Regions from separate parts of the Mus musculus genome. Here all the other regions are linked to region 1. Evidence: chromatin contacts called from public HiChIP or PLAC-seq data. All regions are on one chromosome and are shown on one strand. The core of a region is the stretch at or near the end of the contact, and the rest is flanking DNA. Distances in the headings are between cores, read along the strand shown. Region 1 holds the start of Tor3a (torsin family 3, member A). Region 2 holds the start of Lhx4 (LIM homeobox protein 4). Region 3 holds the start of Rasal2 (RAS protein activator like 2). Region 4 overlaps Tor1aip2 (torsin A interacting protein 2).

Region 1 (3,489 bases), core at 371-2,870:
TATTTAATGTATGTATACTGTAGCTGTCTTCAGACACACCAGAAGATGGCATCAGATCTCATTACGGATGGTTGTAAGCCACCATGTGGTTGCTGGGATTTGAACTCAGGACCTTCGGAAGAGCAGTCAGTGATCTTAACCGCTGAGCCACCTCACCAGCCCCCACCTCAAGATTTTTTTATTGCTTTGTTTAAACTATACAAGCATAGCCATTTAATTATTTTACAAAGATATAAAATGCATACATCTAGAAAAGAACAGCCTCTTTAACAAATGGTGCTGATAAACTGGATATCCACATAGAAGACTGATTTCTGCTGTCTCTCACCCAACATAGCAATCAGTTCAAAGTGAACTGGTCTACCAAGTGAGTTCTAGGACAGCCAGGGCTACACAGAGAAACCTTGTCTCGAAAACAAAACAGGCAAACAAAAAATCCAAACAATAACAAAAACCCATAGTATGTTAGACTGTCATGCATGCTCAGATATTTATTTTACTTATTTACAAATTTTATTTATTTATTTTATTTATTTATTTACAACTAAGTGTAAAGAAGTGGGTCAGTTTCCTGCCACCTTGGCAAGCACCCGAGAGTTATCAAAGAAACAGTTTATTTGGTTCATAACCTTGAAGGTCAAGTTCACTACTTACAGACCTCTGGGAAAGGTGGGCAGAGTGCATCGTGGCGGGAGCAATTGGTAGAACAAAACTGCTCACCCACAATTCTCTTTCAAGAACATGCCCCCACCCCAGTAACCCAAAGACCTCCACTAGGGCTCACTTCTAATTTCCACCACCTTCCTCCTGATGCCAAGCTGGGAACCAAGCCTGAGTTTTTGGTGTTTTCTAAATATTGACAGGGTCTCACTATGTAACTGTAGCTGGCTTGGCACTCAGTATGTAGACAAGGCTAGCTTTGAACTCAGAGAGCTGTGCCTGCCTCTGCCTCTGCCTCCTGGTGCATCTGATCAGGTTTTAAAACCTAGCTATGCGTGGGCAAGTACTTAGCCTAACATCTGTAATTCTCACATGATACAATTTCCTCTTAACCCGGGGTTTTCCCGAACTCAAATACCATCCTACCCTACTTCTTGCTTCTGCTAGACTGGCATCCATGAAAGCCTGCTGCTGCTCACTGCTCTCTACTGTTTCATTTTCCTCTTTAGAGGACCAGGCCACCCAGCTCTCCACTGCTCACACTCTTCGGACTGCTTCTGCACCCAGCTGACTCCCCTGACAACAAAAAAACGCTCCCTGCTCAGACGGTTTCATCACCCTCCTGTTGGCAGAAAGCTGACCTACGAGGGCAGGGCACCAAAAGGGGTTCTTATGTGGGAGGCGCAGCTGAATGGCTGGCAGTGGCCATTTCGTGGCCACTTGAGGCCACAGGCATGCCCCAGAATAGCCTGCATCCCGAGGGGCAGACAGGGGCTCAGGATTCCTGCAGTCCGGGACACCAGTTTGAGTTTCATTTCGGATGGGTCTCTGGTCTGAATCGAAACTTGGTTCCATTAGGATGGGTTGCTCAGTCAGCCTCTGCGAGGGCGGAGCGGTCACCACGGCGACGCCAATCCTGGGCCGCGCCGGCTGGTGGGTGTCGATGAGTCCTGGGTCCCGGGACTCTTGGAGGCGGAAGCGCTCGCTCCGGTCATGTTTCTTGGCGCTCTCTGGTTGCTGCTGCTCCTGCCGCTGCGCCCCCCGGGAGCGCAGGGCCAGGAGGCCGACGAGCCCACCCCTTGGCCGAGCGTCAAAGGCCTGAAGGAGCAGCTGAGGAAGGCCGGTGCCCTCTCCAAACGGTACTGGGAGCTTTTCAGCTGCACCTTGTGGCCCGATCACTGTGAAGACCAGGAGACCCCCGTGCCGCCTCTGGGTAAGAGCGGTCCCCGCCGCCGACCCCTCGCTCACCTGCCAGTCTCACTCTTAAGCACTGCGTACTGCAGGCCTGCATCAGGGGCCTGGTCACTGCACCCCACCTCCGCACGACTCTAGGTGCAGCCCCTAGGGACAACTAAAGGTCTGGCTGCTCTGCCGCCCCTCACCTGCCCTGATTTCTCTAGACACTCAAGCCTCCCCATTCTTGCTCGCTTTATTGATGATGGTTTAAGGAAAGCCGTTTGTAGACATACTTGGTGATTGTCCCAACCCCAGATACTTTCACTTCTAAGGCTTAGAGAGGAAGCGCTGGGGCGTACGAGGGAACCTGGCTGTGAGTTGGGACCTGAACTCTGGTTTGGGCGCTGTCACACTGAGAAACCTCAGGACTGTCTCTCTTGTCCCTATCTTGCCATCTCATAGCATTTCCTTTCCAGGCTGGAGCCTTCCTCTGTGGGGCCGGCGGTCGCTGGATGTGCTCACTGCATGGCTCTGTCGCTTTCAGGACTGCTGCAGCGGCGGCGGCGATTGCAGGATCTCCAACAACTTGACAGGTTGGAGCTGACGTGATTTTCAGGGTTCAGGTATCTGGGGGAGGGGGTTGGTGAGTATGGAGAAGCGACTGGTGAGAAACCTACCCCTCACGGGTCTGCAATTATTTGAGGACCTCTCTGACAAGACTTTGAACTCCACGATTTCCAGAAAGGACACTCTCCAACAATAGGGACGACAAAACAGCAGCACTGATAGTGCCCTTAGCGGATGTTACATTATACCAACTAGGAAAAGTGCCCAAATACTTGCTATGTGGCTGTTTTCAAAATACTAGTCCTCAGGAGAGCCAGGCAAGTACTTCATCCCTCAGCCCTCCTGGGTTTTTGTTGTTTGTTTTGTTTGTTTGTTTTTTAGAGTATGGAGATACTTAGTGATTTGTTTATAAAAAGATTAAGAAGTTTAAGATATGTTCTATGGGGTTGTGGGGAGGTATGGAAAGGGGGTGCCTCAGTGGGCCCATGCCAAGGCATCCCTTCCCGCTGAAGGGCCAGCAGGGGAAGAAAGGGGAGTTAAGAGGGTAGTAGAGGCAGAGGAAGGAGAGAGAGACAGAGACGGAGAGGCCGGCCTTGAGCACGTGGAGAGAGGGGGAAGGGAAGGGGGAAGCGAAGAGCCCAAGAGAGAAGCAAGCGGGAAGCAAGAGTAAGTAAGGGAGGAGGGGTAAGCAGCCCCTTTTACAAAGGGTCAGGCCTTTGTGGGGAGGAGCATACGAGGCTGTTGCCAGGCAAGTGTAGGTTGGCGTTTAGACAGAATGCTAACACTTAATCAAGAGCAAGAGGCCCTTACCTTACTCCCAACCCCAGTCGTGGTGCTCCCAATTTTTTTTTATCTTTAGTTTATTTATTTATTTATTTATTTATTTATTTATTTAAAGACAGGATTTCTCTGTGTAGCCCTGGCTGTCCTGGAACTCACTCTGTAGACCAGGCTGGCCTTCAACTCTGAAATCCCCCTGCTTCTGCCTCCCAATTGCTGGGATCAAAGGTGTGTGCCACCACTGCCTGGCTAGCTTTAGTTTAAAGGTACAGAGTTTATTGGTATCTATGGGAACCATGAACATCT
Region 2 (3,489 bases), core at 373-2,872, 930 kb after region 1:
GCTCAGTAAACAGCAAGACAGGACCCTCGTTAGTGCTAGGACCCATAGAAATTGCTGTGACCTCATTGGACACAGATCCTAAGTAGCACACACAGCCACCCCTCTTACTGTCCATCCTCCTCCATCACCAACCCTAAAACACCAGGAGTAAAAACAAAAACAAAACTTCTCAGCGCAGGGTCCCATTTGGTTGTAAAGACCCATCTGACTTGAAGTCGGCAATTAAATTAGGAATGGTAGTGTCCGAGGTGGCTGTGGCTGGGCCCAGGGCTGACCCGGTAGGTTTCTAGAGCCGGTGGTCAGGAGGCGTCGAGTGTTTGAAAAAGTGCTAGCGACTTCGTCCCAGCATTGATCTTTGCTTTATTGCCTCCAGGAATGAGAATGGGAAGAATGAGTTTTCTACGCGCGCGTTTGTGTCTGTGTGTGAGTCTCTGTGTGTGTGTTAAACACAACAGCAATGCACGCCCTTTGCTGGTCAGCCCCGGGGGCCCGGTGCACGCCTCCGCCCAGTACACACGCGGCCAGGGATCGTTCAAAGTGCCCGCAGTGGCAGCCGGTTCGGCCGAGCAGTCTCCAGGAGCCAGAGAGGGCGGATCTGGGTGGACGCCGGCTGGAGACCCAGTTGGGAGGGCGGGCGGCTGGGAGGCGTGGGACTAGGACTGGACCTCGGGTGGTGAGAGTGCCGACTGTGGCGGAAGGCCGAGGCGAGTGTGGGCGCGCACGAAGACCCGCGCCCGGCCACCTTCGTGCGCGGCCCAGGCCGCCTGCCTCCATCCGGCTCCGTGGCGGCCCACTGCGTGACTCGCGCGTTCCCGGCCGAGTACGAGCTGTCCCTGGCCCTGCCTCAGCCAGACGCGGGGGAGAGAGAGTAGGGTCTGGTTAGTACCGGCCGGAAAGGAACTGGCCAGGAAAAAAAAAAAAAAAACAAGTGGAGGATGGATGGAATCATCCAGTTACAGAACACGCTCCGTGGGCTGGAGAAGCTCTGAACTCGGAGCGCCAACCCAGGGTCCGCTGGGTCCTGGCCCACCGCGCCCCCTCCTTGATCCTAGAGGACCGATGCTGGGGGCGAGCGGGGAATCCCCAAAGCTGGCAGAAACCAGCTCTGCGTGGTCCCTGCGCTCCGGGACCACCTGCTGCCGCGGCCCAGCCCGCCGCAGTATTTATACCGGGGCGCGAGCCCGCACGGCAGGGTGGGGGAGGGGCTGCAGGCCCCGCCCCCTATCAGGCGGCCCCGCCCTCCCGCACCTCCGACCAGATTCGGGGCTACCGAACCCCCCCTACTTCTCGCCCCCTACTCTGGCTAGCCGGGGGTCTGCAGCGGGCTGCCCGGTTGGCAGCACTAGCTGGAGGGCGGGCTTCCCTGCGGAAAGCGACGTCACGGCCGCTCCTGCAGTGTGAATGAATCAAAATGCCTGGGTGACCGCGGCCTCCAGGGCAGCCGGCACGCGAAGGGTGGAGGGGGAGGGGGAGAGGAGGGCGGGGAAGGGAAGGGGGGGAGCCAGAGCTGCAGCAACAGTGTCTCCTCAACCCGGGATGTGCACCAGCCCGGGAGAGCGAGATCAAAGGGATTTGAAACAGCCTGAGGACTGGCGGGGGAGGGGGCCAGCCAGCTTGTGGAGTCCTCCCGGAGACGCGGAGGGCTCGGTTTCCTCTGTGACTTCAGCGGCCTGGTTGGTTTTATTATTATTATTTTCAAATTTCCGAATCCAGCCAGAGGGAGAGAGCGAGAGATCTCGGTAGACTGCGACTTGCTGCCTCTGGCTCCAAGATGATGCAGAGCGCGGCTGTCCCCGCGGAGGGGGCTGTCAAGGGGCTCCCGGAGATGCTCGGTGTGCCGATGCAACGTAAGACACCCTCCTTTCTCGCTAATTTAATTTGATAACAAGACAGCTAACAGCCTCAGCGGGTGCGGGGAGGCCGGACGCGCCGTTCAAGGCACTGACCGGGAGGGGTCGGGGTGCAGAGGCGGTCACAGAGCTGGGGTACTACCAGTCAGTGTTTGAAGGGCTTGACTCTTGGCAATTTGGGATCGAATTCGAAAGATTCCGGGATACTGTTCGTGGAGGGCCCAAGGGTATAGAAAGTAGCATCTTTGGGCCGTCGCTTTTATGAGAACCCTAGGGAGGATGCTGTTTGGGGACAACAGAGGTTTCCAGCTACAGGCCAGGCCCGAGGGCAAAAGTGGTCCCCCAATTGATTACCTTTCGCGGCAATGGCCAAAGCTCGCAGAACCGCTGGTACAACTTTACCCCAGCTGGCGGGAAGTTGGAGAGCGCGTCCCGGGTCGCAGGGCTGTACAGAAGCCCCCTGTCACACTCTTGGTTTCGGCAGTTCGAGCACTTGATTGAGTCCCCAGTCACTGCTGCCCGGGGCACCCGCCGCCTGTGTTGCCGCCAGCAGACTGCTCCGGGTGAGCGAATGCACTCGCCACATTCCAGCTAGCCGAGGAATGCAGCGGCGAGAAGCTCTGGAACGAAGTTGTGCGTGCAGCCTTTGCTTAGGCGAGGGTAGGCAATCTTAGTGGCGCGGGGCTGGAAGAGGGAGAGAGACTCAGACGTGTGGGCACTTTGCTAGCTCTCTCAATTTCTTCCAGAGCCTGCAATTAGTTACGGCAGGTCTCTCACCCCAGGTTTCTGGTTTGTACGGATGTGCACACACGGCAGAGATTTTCCGGGTGGGAATCTGTCTGTGTTTCCGACTCCTGAACAGATAGAAGCAATCTGTGCAGAGACCCGAACAGGTTCTCAGGCTTAGCGCGCGCTTGCGGGCTCCTGGTTAAGTCTGGGTTTACAAACGGCTGCACTGGGCTAGGTGCCCCTGGGTACCCTAGAGAGATGAAGGGTTCCCTCGATGGGCTTGCCAAGAGACTACACTTCCGCTTACGACTGCTTTAGTGATGCGGTAGGAGTTTATTGTAAGTAAGAGCAGGCTCACCCAGGGATGGAGACTACCTACGATCCCCGGCGCAGCAGCGCGCCCTCCTGCGCCCTGCCTCTCCATCGCAGGGGTTCTGTAACACAAATCTCAGGGCGGGCTGTCCAGCCAATGTCTTGAGATTTATTGTAAAGTTTTTGAGAGAAAAATGGAAGAGATAGCTTCATTTGAGCCTGTTTTAGATTGTTCCTCCGCTGTAGCCTACAGTTCTTGTGTCGCCTGTTGGCGAACAGTTGCAAAGTTCGCTGCGCCTTGGAGAATTGACTGTCAGCGTATTCTGTAAGCAGTGTTGGTAATTGCTTCCAACAGCTTGTTGATTCTCATCTCCTAAACAAACAGAAAAGCAAACCCTTTCTAAGGTACCCACGTTCTTAAACTACTTGTAGCTATGCTGCACTCATAAGGGCGGTCTGTGAATGGATAAAGGATGTGGGGGTCTGACTCAATCCTCCTTAAGTACCTGTATTCTAATGACTTCCTCCACAGATGTCCTGTCCGGATTCTGGACTCTCCTCTGACGGTACTTTTTTTTTTTTTTTGTCATATACAAAA
Region 3 (3,489 bases), core at 569-3,068, 740 kb before region 1:
CTTTGATTTGTACGGCTGGTGTCCATATTCACTTACTCTTTGAGACATCAACAATAATTCAATACAAATGGAAATCCTATGCCAAGGGTTTTCTCTCTCTCTCCTTCCCTCCCTCTACTGCAAAAGGACAATGTCCCTTCAGAGATCTTTACAAATTGGAGTTGAGTTGGGTATGGTGGCCAACACCTTTAATCCCAGCACTCGGGAGGCAGAGGCAGGCCTATTTCTTTGAGTTCAGAGCCAGCCTGGCCTACAAAGCATGTTCCAGGGCAGCCAGGGCTGGTACACAGAGGAACCCTGTCTTGAAACTAAACGGAAGGAAGGAAGGAAGGAAGGAAGGAAGGAAGGAAGGAAGGAAGGAAGGAAGGAAGGAAAGAAGGGAGAAAGAAAACACTAGATTTGTTTAGGGCTGGGTCCTGTAACTTCTAGCTTCCTTATCTCTCATTTATTAAAATTGGAGAGCTGACTGTAGTCAGATAGCAAGCAAGTGGGCTTCTATATACCGGGAGGGATTACTCTACTTCATTGCTAAGCACCAGATTAACAAATCTAATCACAGAGTTCTTGAAGGATCAGAGTTGAAGAAATCAGTATCACTGAGAGCTTGTAAGACGTACCTGTTGCATTGCTGGCTGCTTTGGCAGGTGATGTGGACTGTCCTGTCTGCACCTGTTAAACAAGAGGAAGGGTGAGAGGATCTTTAAAGTCACTTCTTGTTTTAACATGCTATTACTCTATGTAAAATTTGGGAGAAAATTATAAAATGCATGCTATAACTCCCATAAAACACAAAAACACATGAGAATTCCTAAAACCTAGAAAATTAGATTGACCTCTTATAGAAGGTCAAAGTAGAGAGAAATGAGGGCTGGGGTGGGCTGGGACACAACAAAAACCCTCCCCCAAATATTTTTTAGCATCATCTAATTATGAAAAATTCCTGATTGGTTTGAAGTAGCCATGTTCATAAATTGTTGAAAAACCTGATTTGTCAACATAATTTAAATTGGTAAATTTCTACCCGAAATTATTATTATTACTATTATTTATTTATTTATTTATTTATTTATTTACTTATGCCTAAAATCTCTGAAATCTGGATTGGTGAATCCCGCTTTGGGTGGGCACAAAACGAAGCCAATGTTAAGGAGGAAGACAGTTTACACATAGACCAAAAATAAAACCCAAGTGACACTGTTAGAAGAGAAGCCAACAGATTGCAAAGATCAAAGGCAAAAAAGAGAAGCTTGTTTGGTTAATGCTGGGGCTTTGGGGCATTTCATGTACTTGCGGGGCTCGTCCATCCATCCGCACCACACATCGTAGCCATGCTATTCTAAACTGATGATAAATCCAGCTCCAGGGCGGACAGGGCGCAAAGCCGGGATCTCGCACAGATCTCAGGATCCAAGACGCGGGGCCAGATCTCCCTTGTGGAGGAACCATGGCGTTTCTTCCGAGGTGACTGTTAGATAAAGCAGCGTCTTCATGTTCTTCGTCCGAGAAAGAAGCATTGGTCCAGAAATCAACAGGATAGGGGCTAAGATAAAAGGGAAGCGCCTTTCCCATCTTTTTAAATTTCCCGCACCCCGTTTTCTCTCCGCCTCCCCAACACCGTCTCTGCTTCCACCAGCAGCTCGAGGATCCCCGCACCGAGAGGCGGTCGGAGCAGGATAGTCTTAGGAAAGTAGGCGGGCCTGGCCCGCTGAGTATTTCGGTGCCCGATTTTTGCTGTCTTCGGCGGCAGTTCCTCCTCCGCTCGGTTACTGGATTGCACACGCGGCCGTGAGCTCGGCACTCGATTGCTTCGGCCTATCACCCTGGGATGCCGCCTGCCGCCGCCGCCAGCGCCGCGGCTGCCGGGCTTGTGGGTTTCTCAGAGGAGCGCGAGCCGGAGGAGCCCAAGCAGCGGCCGGAGCGGCGGCCTGAGAGTTAGCGGGCCGGCCTGCGCGTTCCGCGGGAGCAAGCCGACGCCAGGCGGACAGAAGCTGGGCCGGGGCGCGCCCCTCAGGCTGAGGGAGCCGGCGCTTTGAGCCCCCGAGGCGACGGCGGCGGGAGCCGGTCAGAGGGGGCGGCCCCTGGCGGCGACGCCCCCGAGCCCAGCCCTGCCTGGCCGAGCTCCATCCTCAGCCCAAGCCCGGGCGGCCCGCGAACGCGCCCGCGGGGGTTGAGCAGGGCTGCGTGGGGGCGGGAGGTGAGCCCGCGCTCCCGGGTGCTCCGCGTCCGCTCCGGACCCGCACCTGAGCCGGGACCCGCCTCCGCTCCGGACCACGCTGGACCCGCCTCCCGGCCCGGGTCCCACCCTCCGCTTGCAGGTGGGCTGCGGCGCCCGGCCTTCGGGCGGTGGGCGGCGGGGAAGGAGGTGAGCGGTGTCCGCGCCCGCAGCCGTTCGGGTGCTGGTGGCCGCGCCGTCGTCCCTTTCCCGCAGCCGGGAAGCCCGCCCCGCCGCCGCCGCCTGCTCCCTCTGGGACACCATGGAGCTGTCTCCGTCGTCCGGAGGAGCCGCGGAGGCGCTGTCGTGGCCGGAGATGTTCACGGGGCTGGAGTCCGACTCGCCGCTGCCCCCGGAGGATCTGGACGCGGTCGTCCCAGTCAGCGGAGCAGTGGCCGGTGGCATGCTGGATCGGATCCTTCTGGAGTCAGTGTGCCAGCAGCAGAGCTGGGTCCGGGTGTTCGGTAAGGATCACAAGTCGTCTGCCTCAGAGGCTGGCGTTTCTCATCTTTCCTTGGGCTCCGATGCATTCTTAGTCCCCCATCTATCCTAGGTCAGCTGTCCACATCTTTTTTTGGTTGTTGTTGTTGTTGTTGCAGAAAATGCTTTTTGACAAGTTTATCCAATATATAGCGCCTGGTTATGTGACTCAGTAGGCTCCTTTGGACCTCTTTAGATATCCACAGTAAGTTTATAGAGTTGAGCTATCTGGACGTAATTCTTAGGTGATTAATTAAAGGCACTTGCTGCTGAGTCCTCAGGAAGGTAGAATGGAACAAGGCACAAAACCAAGTGAATGGGATTTCATTTCCTTCCTGTTGTGTGAAGCAAGTGTTGAGAGAAAGATATGAAAAAGCTTAGTAGAAGATGAGCTAATGAATGAAAAACAAAACAAAACAAAATCGAGGGGTTGTGGGTGGGGGGCAGAGATGGGAGAGACACCCAGCCCTAGCCGTAGCCCTTGCACCAGCCCCAGTTCAAGTGTTTGGTAGCAGTAGATTTACCGACAGCTTTTCCTTGAACCGTACTCTCTGCTTGTCCTGAGTGTGTAGGTTGTTTCAGATTGCACTGCTGTTTCTGGTTTTCGTGGTTAAGCTACCCGGTTGTCACTCAGCAGGTTTAAAGTGATGAACACACTAAAGAAACTTTCCCTTTCTGCATTCCGAGTAACCATCTTTTAAATTAAACCTGAATGATGATTTTCTATTCAGGAAAGGCTGTGGCAACGTTAAACATGCTGTATGCATGGGTTAGCTGTGGCTTTCCAAAATATCAAG
Region 4 (3,489 bases), core at 673-3,172, 600 kb after region 1:
TGACCTATTGGGAATTGCATTTAGTCCTAAAACTAACAAAAGAGCGCTCTCCTCCAGAGGATTGTGTTCTGTGTCAAATAAACATCTTAAAACTAAACTAGTGGGCCGGGAAGTGGTGGCGCAGGCCTTTTATCCCAGCACTTGGGCGGCAGAGGCAGGTGGATTTCTGAGTTCGAGCCAGCCTGGTCTACAGAGTGAGTTCTAGGACAGCCAGGACTACACAGACACAGAGAAACCCTGTCTTGAAAAAACAAAAACAACAACAAAAAAACCAACCTAAACTAGAACCCTCACCGTGATCTTCTAAGGTCCTCTGAACACCCAAGAGTTCCAGATGAAGAAGATGCAGACCTCCAGCCTCTGGCTACTGAGAACCTCCCGGCCCTATTCCTCCTTGACCTGAGTCCCTCCTCCCTTCCTCTCGGCCCTCAGCCCTACCGCTAAGGAGGCTGAGTCAGGAACTGGTAGCAACTAATGGAGAACCTTAAAAGGAAAAAAAATAGGGCTAGGCAGCACAGTTTGTATGAATTCAAAAGTATTTTCTTTTTGTAGTGGCAAAAGAAAAAAAATGTCACACAAAATATGCATTTTAAGCCAATTTGAAGTGCACATAGGATCCCATGGCATGAACTTACAGTGTCCAACGGCCATTACCACTAGCCTTCCAACATTTCTGATGGCTCCTAAAACTCGGTTGTTTTTTTGTTGTTGTTTTTTGGTTTTTGGTTTTTCCAGACAGGGTTTCTCTGTGTAGCCCTGGCTGTCCTGGAACTCACTCTGTAGACCAGCCTGGCCTCGAACTCAGAAATCTGCCTGCCTCTGCTTCCCAAGTGCTGGGATTAAAGGCGTGCACCATCATGCCCGGCTGGTTAAGTCACTCATGTTAGAATTACCTTACTTAGCTCTTCAAAACAAGCTTTAAGCTAGGTTTATTCTGCCTGTCCTGGCAGAAGAATGGAGCCCTGTAAGCTCAAAGCAAGGCTGGATGAGATGTGTCTTTATCTCTACTCCCCACATGAAATCTTCTAAGATAAACCCTGCTCCAAGTACATTCCAAAGGAAAAAAAGGCCGGAAGATAGCTTTGCAACCTACCCTGAGAGACGGCGTGGGGAGACCTGAGCAGGCAGCATACCGAAGATAAGAAAAGGGAGTTCGCAATGGAGAGACTCAGCCATGGGTATGGGACCAAGACACAAGACGTGGTCAGAAAACAAGAAAACTCCCAGCTGGGAGTGCCCGGCTGTTTGCCAGACAGTGGTGGGATGGGATTACTTTCCCCCAGCCTGCGAACACACAGATCCTGAGTTGTGGGGTGGGTGGCAGAGGACTCAAGCAGGCCACAACATAAGGGTGCCCAGGCAAAAGACATCCATTAGTATCCACATACGACTATCTCACTTCCCACTGCCCCCTACAGACTTCTGTCTAGCAATCTGTGCCCCAGACCCCCTCCTTATAGTTCCCAGACTGACAGAGTAGAGGACTAACCAGGAACCAATCGTAGGTCCTCTGTAAGAACAGCGAGTGCTCCTAAGCCCTGGACCATCTCTCTAGCCCCCAGCTTCTCTATTTTTGTTGTTTGCAGATTTTAGCGTCAACCCAAATGAGAGCTTGAGATGACATCTCAAGAAATAATCCCATAGCATTGCTAAATTAACAACTCATCTGGCTTGTTGTTGTTTTTTTTTTTTTAATTTTAAATTACTTTACTTTGATTTACATGCGTGTGTGTGTGTGTGTGTGTGTTTGCTCGCGAGCACGCACGCACGCACTCTCACACATAAGGGTGTCAGGTCCCCTGGAGCTGGAGTTAGACAGTTGTGAGTCATCAAATGTGCTCGATAGGAATTGAACTAGAATGTCTGCTAGAAGAGCAGAGAGCAGTCTCAGCCACTGAGTCATTCCTGCAACCTGAGAGTTCACACGTCCACCACTCGCAGCACCACCGCTGCTGGCCGGTCTGCTGAAGGCTATCTGAATAGCAGGGCTTAGGGATTGTTTGTTTTGTTTTGTTTGTTGCTGTGTTTAATCTTCTCAACGTTGAATGTATTATATAGAAACTCGACTACTACCAGTTTGTGTTTGGCGGTACATATGTAATTTCCTATCCTTTTAACTTAAACACTCAAAAATAAAACCACCACCACATGGCTCCTCTACTGTAGGTAACTGGACAGGGTTTAAGAAGCCCCATTCTCGCCAGGCAGTAATCCCAGCACTTGGAAGGCAGAGGCAGGCAGATCTCTGAGTTCGAGGCCAGCCTGGTCTACAGAGTGAGTTCCAGGACAGCCAGGGTTACACAGAGAAACCCTGTCTGGAATAAAACAAACAAACAAACAAAAAAAGAAGCCCCATTCTCTGCAAGCAAACTCATCTGCACTGTGGCTAGCCAAATGCTCTTAAGATATACTAACTCTTGAAAATACATTTTCCTAAGTTACAAGAATCAAATAGGAAATTAGTCAAGAAACACTTTGGCCCAAGCTGAGGAAGACAGCGGCGTGCAGCACTAGATTCTGAGCATCGAGGGACTGGAGAGGGGGTGGATCCTAGGGTTCTATCTACCCACTAATTCAGGTTCGGCAACATCCTCAGAGCAAACTTTTCTTTTGTTCTGGTGTGTGTGTCTATCCATCTGTCTGTCTGTCTGTCTGTCCTTCCTCAGGCACAGTCCACCTTGTTATTTGAGGCCCAGAGCGTGTCAAGTAGTTAGGGTGGCTGGCTCTCAAAGCCCCAGGGATTTTGTGTGTCCCTTGCTTCCGCCATGCTGGGTAACAAGCCTGTGCCTCTACACCCAGCTTTTTAAAACAAAACAAAACCGGGTGTTGTCAAGATGGAACTCAGGTGCCTGTTCTTCCAAGGCAGGCTTTTACCGAGCTATCAACCCAGCTCTGAAAATGATGTGTGTGTGTGTGTGTGTGTGTGATTCCTGGGTGTAAAGATTCAGTCATTTGCAGGAAGCCCAACTTGTTATGCGGATGCAGGAATCCAATTTCTGCTCCTCAGGTTTGTGCACTTTATTAAGCCATCTCTTGAGCCTCTAAATTCGAGTTTTAAATACAAACCACCTTCCTACTTTCCAACATACAAGATGCTGGACACCCCACCCACACTTAATACATCCCCAGTCAGCAAGCCTCATGTTTGGACCACTCCCAAGGCTGTGCTCACTCTTCCCCTGGTCAAGAGAGAGCCAGGTGGGGGTAAATGCCCCACAGCCACTGCCAAGGGTGGTGGAGGAGTCCAGCACACCGCCTGCATGGCCCCTCGTCCCTGACAGCCGCAACACCACCCGATGCTTCAGAATCCTTTTGACTCTTCCCACCACTAACAACCGCACACCCATTTTCATAAATTCTTTATTTTGGAAATTTTAGTAAAAAATCAGTCAGGAAAAATTGAAGAGATTTATTGTATAGTAATCAGACAATTGATTTGAATAAGGCACATTCAACATCATCACTATGGAAATGAATGCAAAAAGCAGT

Evidence for each region. HiChIP or PLAC-seq counts read pairs in DNA pulled down with a chosen protein or histone mark.
Region 2: an HNF4G HiChIP or PLAC-seq map of pancreatic cancer cells shows a contact between it and region 1. The contact joins the promoter of Lhx4 here to the promoter of Tor3a in region 1. A contact is called at or near these places in 1 of 39 promoter capture datasets (neural stem cells) and 1 of 115 datasets of contacts at active chromatin or transcription factors (pancreatic cancer cells).
Region 3: an HNF4G HiChIP or PLAC-seq map of pancreatic cancer cells shows a contact between it and region 1. The contact joins the promoter of Rasal2 here to the promoter of Tor3a in region 1. A contact is called at or near these places in 1 of 484 Hi-C or Micro-C datasets (embryonic stem cells) and 5 of 115 datasets of contacts at active chromatin or transcription factors (the NIH/3T3 cell line, bone marrow-derived dendritic cells, embryonic forebrain and 2 more).
Region 4: an HNF4G HiChIP or PLAC-seq map of pancreatic cancer cells shows a contact between it and region 1. The contact joins the enhancer-like site here to the promoter of Tor3a in region 1. A contact is called at or near these places in 7 of 39 promoter capture datasets (the 3T3-L1 cell line, the HPC-7 cell line, HPC-7-derived erythroid cells and 4 more), 2 of 484 Hi-C or Micro-C datasets (both in embryonic stem cells), 11 of 115 datasets of contacts at active chromatin or transcription factors (astrocytes, bone marrow-derived dendritic cells, bone marrow-derived macrophages and 7 more) and 4 of 9 other capture datasets (adipose tissue, embryonic stem cells, liver and 1 more).

Annotation. Positions count from the first base shown.
Region 1 is chr1:156,672,470-156,675,958 of GRCm38.p6, reverse strand. Tor3a (torsin family 3, member A) reads left to right here and starts at 1,620. Exons shown (of 6, transcript NM_023141.2): 1 at 1,620-1,873; 2 at 2,313-2,429. The coding sequence starts at 1,654.
Region 2 is chr1:155,740,160-155,743,648 of GRCm38.p6, reverse strand. It overlaps Lhx4 (LIM homeobox protein 4), which reads left to right and starts at 1,622. Exons shown (of 6, transcript NM_010712.2): 1 at 1,622-1,847. The coding sequence starts at 1,772.
Region 3 is chr1:157,410,924-157,414,412 of GRCm38.p6, reverse strand. It overlaps Rasal2 (RAS protein activator like 2), which reads left to right and starts at 1,818. Exons shown (of 18, transcript NM_177644.5): 1 at 1,818-2,676. The coding sequence starts at 2,475. It overlaps 2810025M15Rik (RIKEN cDNA 2810025M15 gene), which reads right to left and starts at 2,061. Exons shown (of 3, transcript NR_027984.1): 1 at 1,288-2,061; 2 at 618-669.
Region 4 is chr1:156,068,719-156,072,207 of GRCm38.p6, reverse strand. Tor1aip2 (torsin A interacting protein 2) reads right to left here. Exons shown (of 7, transcript NM_172843.4): 7 at 3,347-3,489. Among named protein-coding and RNA genes, the nearest start is that of Tor1aip1, 34 kb to the right of the region's middle. Within about 2 kb of position 1,922, at least 44 of the 459 cell types and tissues checked have an H3K27ac peak or open chromatin away from gene starts, as enhancers often do. A contact at or near this core is called in extraembryonic endoderm stem cells and pancreatic cancer cells, where this site is marked.